Linked DNA regions of Anser cygnoides: region 1 is linked to region 2. The links are chromatin contacts, called in public Hi-C maps. All regions are on one chromosome and are shown on one strand. The core of a region is the stretch at or near the end of the contact, and the rest is flanking DNA. Distances in the headings are between cores, read along the strand shown.

What was found. Hi-C and Micro-C count contacts between places; a contact is called where the count stands out from the background.
Region 1: a contact with region 2 is called in a Hi-C map of liver, with 2.3 times the contacts expected there. The contact joins the promoter of CCDC152 here to the promoter of GHR in region 2. A contact is called at or near these places in 3 of 7 Hi-C or Micro-C datasets (granulosa cells and liver).

Annotation. Positions count from the first base shown.
Region 1 is chrZ:69,133,820-69,136,519 of Taihu_goose_T2T_genome, reverse strand. CCDC152 (coiled-coil domain containing 152) reads right to left here and starts at 1,440. Exons shown (of 9, transcript XM_013181722.3): 1 at 1,337-1,440. LOC106036356 (a long non-coding RNA gene) reads left to right here and starts at 1,492. Exons shown (of 3, transcript XR_001207250.3): 1 at 1,492-1,734.
Region 2 is chrZ:68,978,491-68,981,190 of Taihu_goose_T2T_genome, reverse strand. GHR (growth hormone receptor) reads right to left here and starts at 1,373. Exons shown (of 10, transcript XM_066988782.1): 1 at 1,218-1,373.

The sequences.
Region 1 (2,700 bases), core at 191-2,690, 160 kb before region 2:
TTCCAGTAGGAAAATTCATCACTTTTTGTGTAATTATTGTCACATATGTTATGTCCTCCGAGGACACTTTGGTGAATTCCCTATTTTTATTTTACTAGGTGGAGAACTAAAGAATTAACATGTATTTTCAGCAGTCATAAAACCGACACCTATATTTAATCTCCACCCCCTCATCTCTCACCGTTGTTTTTTAAGTATTGCTTCTGATGGTTTCGGAGGTTTCATTTTTGTTTTGTGTAACAGTGAAACCTCTATTTATAACTGGAAAACCCTGAGAAACTCTGATTTTTTCACAGCACACCTCAGCTGAATGTGATAGTTACCCAGTAGATCGCCTCACCGTTTTCCTGACCTCTACCCACCCTTCTTTAGGGTAGGCACCCGACATTCCCGTGCTTTATTACTCACTCCTTGGGGACCCTCTGGGCACGTACAACACTGTAGGCGGACCAAAGTGACTGGCACCCGGGTAGCCCCCAGAAGCAAATCCCACTGCCCCAAATGATTTCACAGAGCCCTTACCACGAGGTGGAGGTAAGGGCCCCTGCGCCTCACCGGCCCTGCCTGTCCCCCCAGAAGCCCCACAGCCGGTTGGCAGCCTGTGCCCCGAGTCTGAGTGAGGTCCTTTGGGGGGACTCAAGTCATAACCAAGAGAGGACACTGGTAGCTTCTCCCCCAGCCCCCGCTGCCTTGCCTTGCCCCACGTCCCCTCACGGCTGCCTGCAGCTTTTCCCTCAGTGGGCTGAGGTGAGGAGCATGGCGGCCTGTGGCCCTGGGGCAGGAGGCCGGCTCTGGGAGCAGGGTTGCTTCCACCCCCCTCGGCCTTGATGTGCCCGGGGGAGTGGGGCAAGGGGGTGCCTTTGCCATGACAGCACCCCAAGGGCAGTGACTCTGCCCCTCTGCTTCCCCCACAAAATAAACAGAACTTGAACACCTCAGCAGAGCACCTGTCAAGGCCCTGATTTCGCTGCCTGTGCAGTGCATGAGTTATCTCATCAAATGGCTCCTGACATCAACATTAATGTTAGGTGAGGGGGGATTTCATGTCTGAATATTCCTTTGAACAGAGGTGAATAGACTTCGTATGGGAGCAGGTCTGTGAGTGACAGAGAGATCGATTGATTCCCATTATCTCCAGTTTCTAAGTATTTATACTGTGCCTGTAGCTATGGTTACCAAGCAGTGATACTGTCCGTGTGGATCACTCCTTTCACTGAGGTAAATGACCACAAAGGGCTTCTGGGTAAGGTTTCCATGATAGCCATGTTAGTGGAGAACCATGACACAGGGCCTGTGGAGGTCGGGCTGGAGCTCATTACAGCAGTCAGGACATTACCTGCTCTGTAGGAAGGCTGCTATTTGGGGGCGTGGTGTGTAGGTGCTGCTGCAGTGCTCGTAGGGATGGAACTGCTGCTTTGGGTAGGCTGGGAAACTGAAGAATCTGCTTACAAATGAGACGGAGCAAGTTACTCTTTTATTTATTTATTTATTTGTTTGCTTCTCTGATGGAAATTGATAACAAATCCAGTTAGGATTACCCTGTCCTAGCATGTTTTCTATTCTGACAAGTGTTTTTTGTTTGTTTGTTTGTTTGTTTGAAAGTAGACACATAGGAATGAAAGAAACCCACCGGGTTACTGAAGACCATCCCTGTGAAATCAAGAGGCAACCAAGCCCTGTAGTTACACAGGAAAACTAAACAACTCCCCCTCCAGCTTCTTCTCACCTTATTAGGTACAAAATGTTTATTTTCCAGGCTAATGTTCAGTTGATGACTGAGACACACCAACATCTCTATAATTCCTCTAGGAGCATCTGTATATTCTGCTTTGTATCCTGCCTTACCATGGAAACAAACTCTGCTGAGGCAGTGGGAACTCTTCAGCAGGGGGGCTCATATCAGTAAATGTTGTAATTGTAGAACAGGCTCAATAGCTAGAGACCTTTACTGAAAATGTCATAGGAAAACATTAACTATCTTGTCATTAAAATGATCACAACTAGGTTTCAGGGTTAGTAGTGCTGGGTGACTATTTGTCTTCACAGAATAATTTAGTTTGGAAGGGACTTCTAGATCTTGTCTGGTTCAAACCGCTTCTCCAAGCAGGGCCAGCTTCAAAGCCAGACGGAGTTGCTCATGACTTATCAAGTTCAGTTTGGAATATCTTCAAGGAGAAGATTATTTTATGATTTAAGCTTCTTGAAGGTGAATTGTTTTAGAAGCTTGGACTTAGGCAGAAGTAATTGTTAATTTATTTAATTGACTTCGATTTTTTCAGCATCACGCTATAAAATTAAGTACCGATATACATTTGCATACCAGAATAAGTGGACTTGCTCTCAGAAATGCTAAATAATTCTCAGGTGGTATGGTTTTATTTGTATCAGAGAAGAAAGACATTACATCTTCAGTGCCTGTTGATGCTGTCCTCAAGACCAGAACTGCTTGTCTGTGTAGATCAGAAGCTCTGGGAGCGTGCAGGATCCTTTATGTCTGAGCATGTCTAGAGAAATAACAACCTACCAGTCATGGTCACAAGCACTATTTGTAGGCAACAACATGATCATAGTGTCTGAGGGTTGCTGTCCACTGGGATATAGAAACGGCCAAAGTGATGAAAATCAAATTTTGCATAGAAGATCTGCGGCTGAGGTAGATATAAAAGGGTAAAGTGCTGTGCCCTCATGGTCATAGCCTAG
Region 2 (2,700 bases), core at 124-2,623:
ACGGCTCGCAGGAACGGAAACAAAGCTGGACCATACGGCGAGAATTTGGCTCCAGAATATCCAACCGTGAGGTATCTGGGACTTCTGTGTACGTTAGAGCAAGTTTCAGCAGTTGTCTTCGTGAATTTAATAAAAGTACCACTACCACTTACTGGCAATTTTCAAAACGACTCCTCGGAGAAGCCATGCAAACCACCTCGTTTGTAAATCCCTTATAATTATTAAAACACGCTAACGTCCTGAATTAACACAGCGAGCAGCAACTCCAGTGCTGCCAGACTGAGATGCGGTGGAGATGAAGGACACTGCATTCCTACTTAAACATTTCAAGCTGCCCGAGAAACTTTTCAGCAATACTCATTTTTATTGCTCGGAACCACAAGACATCTCACTTGCAGCCCTCTGTAATCTCGGCATTGCAAACAGCAGCTCTCAAATACATAAGGAATAAAACTTACCAGACCTCTTTACACTGATCCCTTCCCAACTGCACTTCCAGCACTGGCGCGAGCAGCCCAGCCTGTGCCACCACCGGGAGCCCTCTGCATTTAAGCACCTATCTATCCGGGGAGCGATTTCAGTTTTTCCTACCCAAACGCTCGCTTAAAGGTTCACAGGATTTATAGCACGGGATGCGATTCGGGGGGCAGTTTTTTGAGCTGCTTCACCTTTGCTCCTGCTGTACCCGACAACATCGGCTACTCTCCCCCAACACCTTCTGCGCCGCGTGTTTACGCCTGTTTTTATCAACACCCCCCCCCCCCCGGGTTTTCTCCCCGAGGACCACACACACCGAGATGCATAACCGAGCGGAAAAAGTTGGGCTTTGGTCGCTGCCGGTCTTTTTTGGGGGGAGGAAAAAAGGCGCTGCCCGCCGCTCCGTCCCCGCGGCGGGGGAGCCCCCCGGGGCAGCCCCCTGCCCGCTCGCCGCCCGGCCGCTACTCACCGGCCGCTCACAAACTTCCCCCGACTCGCCCCTCCGCCGCCGCCGCCGCCGCCCGCCCCGCCTCGGGCGCCATCGGCCCCACCGGGGCACGGCGGCGCCGGCGGGCACGGCGCTGCCTCGGCCGGGCCGGTGCCGACTCGCGGGGAGGGAGCGGAGCCGCTCGCAGCCGCGCCGAGCGCCGCCGCCCTCGTCCTTCCCCCCCCCCCCCCCTCCCCGGAGGGCGGGCGGGCAAAGCGGAGCCGCCCCTCACCGCCGCCGGGCCGGGACTCACTTTGCTGCCCCCCCTGCGCCTGCCCTCAGCGGCTTCTTCCTCTTCCTCCTCCTCCTCCTCCTCCTCCTCGTCTTCCCCCTGCCATGGCCGCGGCAGCCCGCCGGCCGTCAGCCGCGGGGGGGACGAGGCGAGGGAGCGGGGCCGGCGGCGGGCGAGGGGGGCATGGCCACGGGGAGGGGCCGGCGGCGGGGCCCCGGCAGCGGCGATGGCCGCCGGGGCGGTGAGGGGAGGCGAGGCGAGGCGAGGAGCGGGGCCGTGCGGCTCCGTCTAGGGGAGGAGGCGGCACACTGCAGCGCGTCCTGACGGAGGGCACGGCGGGAGGGTGGAAGGGGAGCCCGGACCGCTGGCACCACCGCCACCACCACTGCTGCCGCCGGTGCCACCACAGCCACCGCAGCCACCTCAGGGTGCCCCGCGACCTGAACCCGGCCGCCTCCCGGGTTTGGGCTGGGGAAGGCGGCAAACCCCTCAGGCACCCCTCAGTGCTCCCTGAGGGGTGCCTCAGTGCCTTCCTCCACCCATCGTGACACAGGACGGGAGCTGTAGGGACATCGTAGCTCGCCCTTGTTCCCTGCTGTGGTGCGATGGCCACGAACGCTTGCGTCTCCACATGGAAGTTGTTGGGTTACAGGGGCCAGGTGTGGTGCTGTTCGTGGCAGCCCACGCTGCCCAAATCAGCACTGCCCTTGTTCTTGCACTGGTGCTCATGTGTCTGATACTGCTTGGCTTTGGGGAGCTGGTGTGTCTCAAAATCTGACCTGCAAATAAGAAGTGTGCCCAGGTGGCCAAAAAGGCCAACAGCATCCTGGCTTGGATCAGGAATAGTGCAGCCAGCAGGACCAGGGAGGTGATCGTCCCCCTGTACTCTGCTCTGGTGAGGCCGCACCTCGAGTGCTGTGTTCAATTTTGGGTCCCTCAGTACAAGAAGGACATCAAGGCCCTGGAGGGTGTCCAGAGAAGGGCTACGAAGCTGGTGAAAGGCCTGGAACACAAGTCCTGTGAGGAGCAGCTGAGGGAACTGGGGTTGTTTAGTCTGGAGAAGAGGAGGCTCAGGGGAGACCTTGTTGCTCTCTACAACTGCCTGAAAGGAAGCTGTGGGGAGCTGGGGGTCGGCCTCTTCTCGCAGATAACTAGTGATAGGACTAGAGGGAATGGCCTCAAGTTGCACCAGAGGAGGTTCAGGTTGGAAATTAGGAGACATTTCTTCTCAGAAAGAGCAGTCAGGCATTGGAACGGGTTGCACAGGGAAGTGGTGGGGTCTCTGAGGGTGCTTAAGGAAAGGTTGGACATGGTACCTAGGGACATGGTTTAGTGGGTGACCTTGGTGGTAGGGGGATGGTTGGACCAGGTGATCTTGGAGGTCTTTTCCAACCTTTATGATTCTATGATAAGTGATCAGTCCTCAGGCAAGCTCTCCCTTCAGGCTGTCTCTCTGTTCACTCATGTAAGTACCAGACCAAATGAGAGGGCAAAAATACACAAC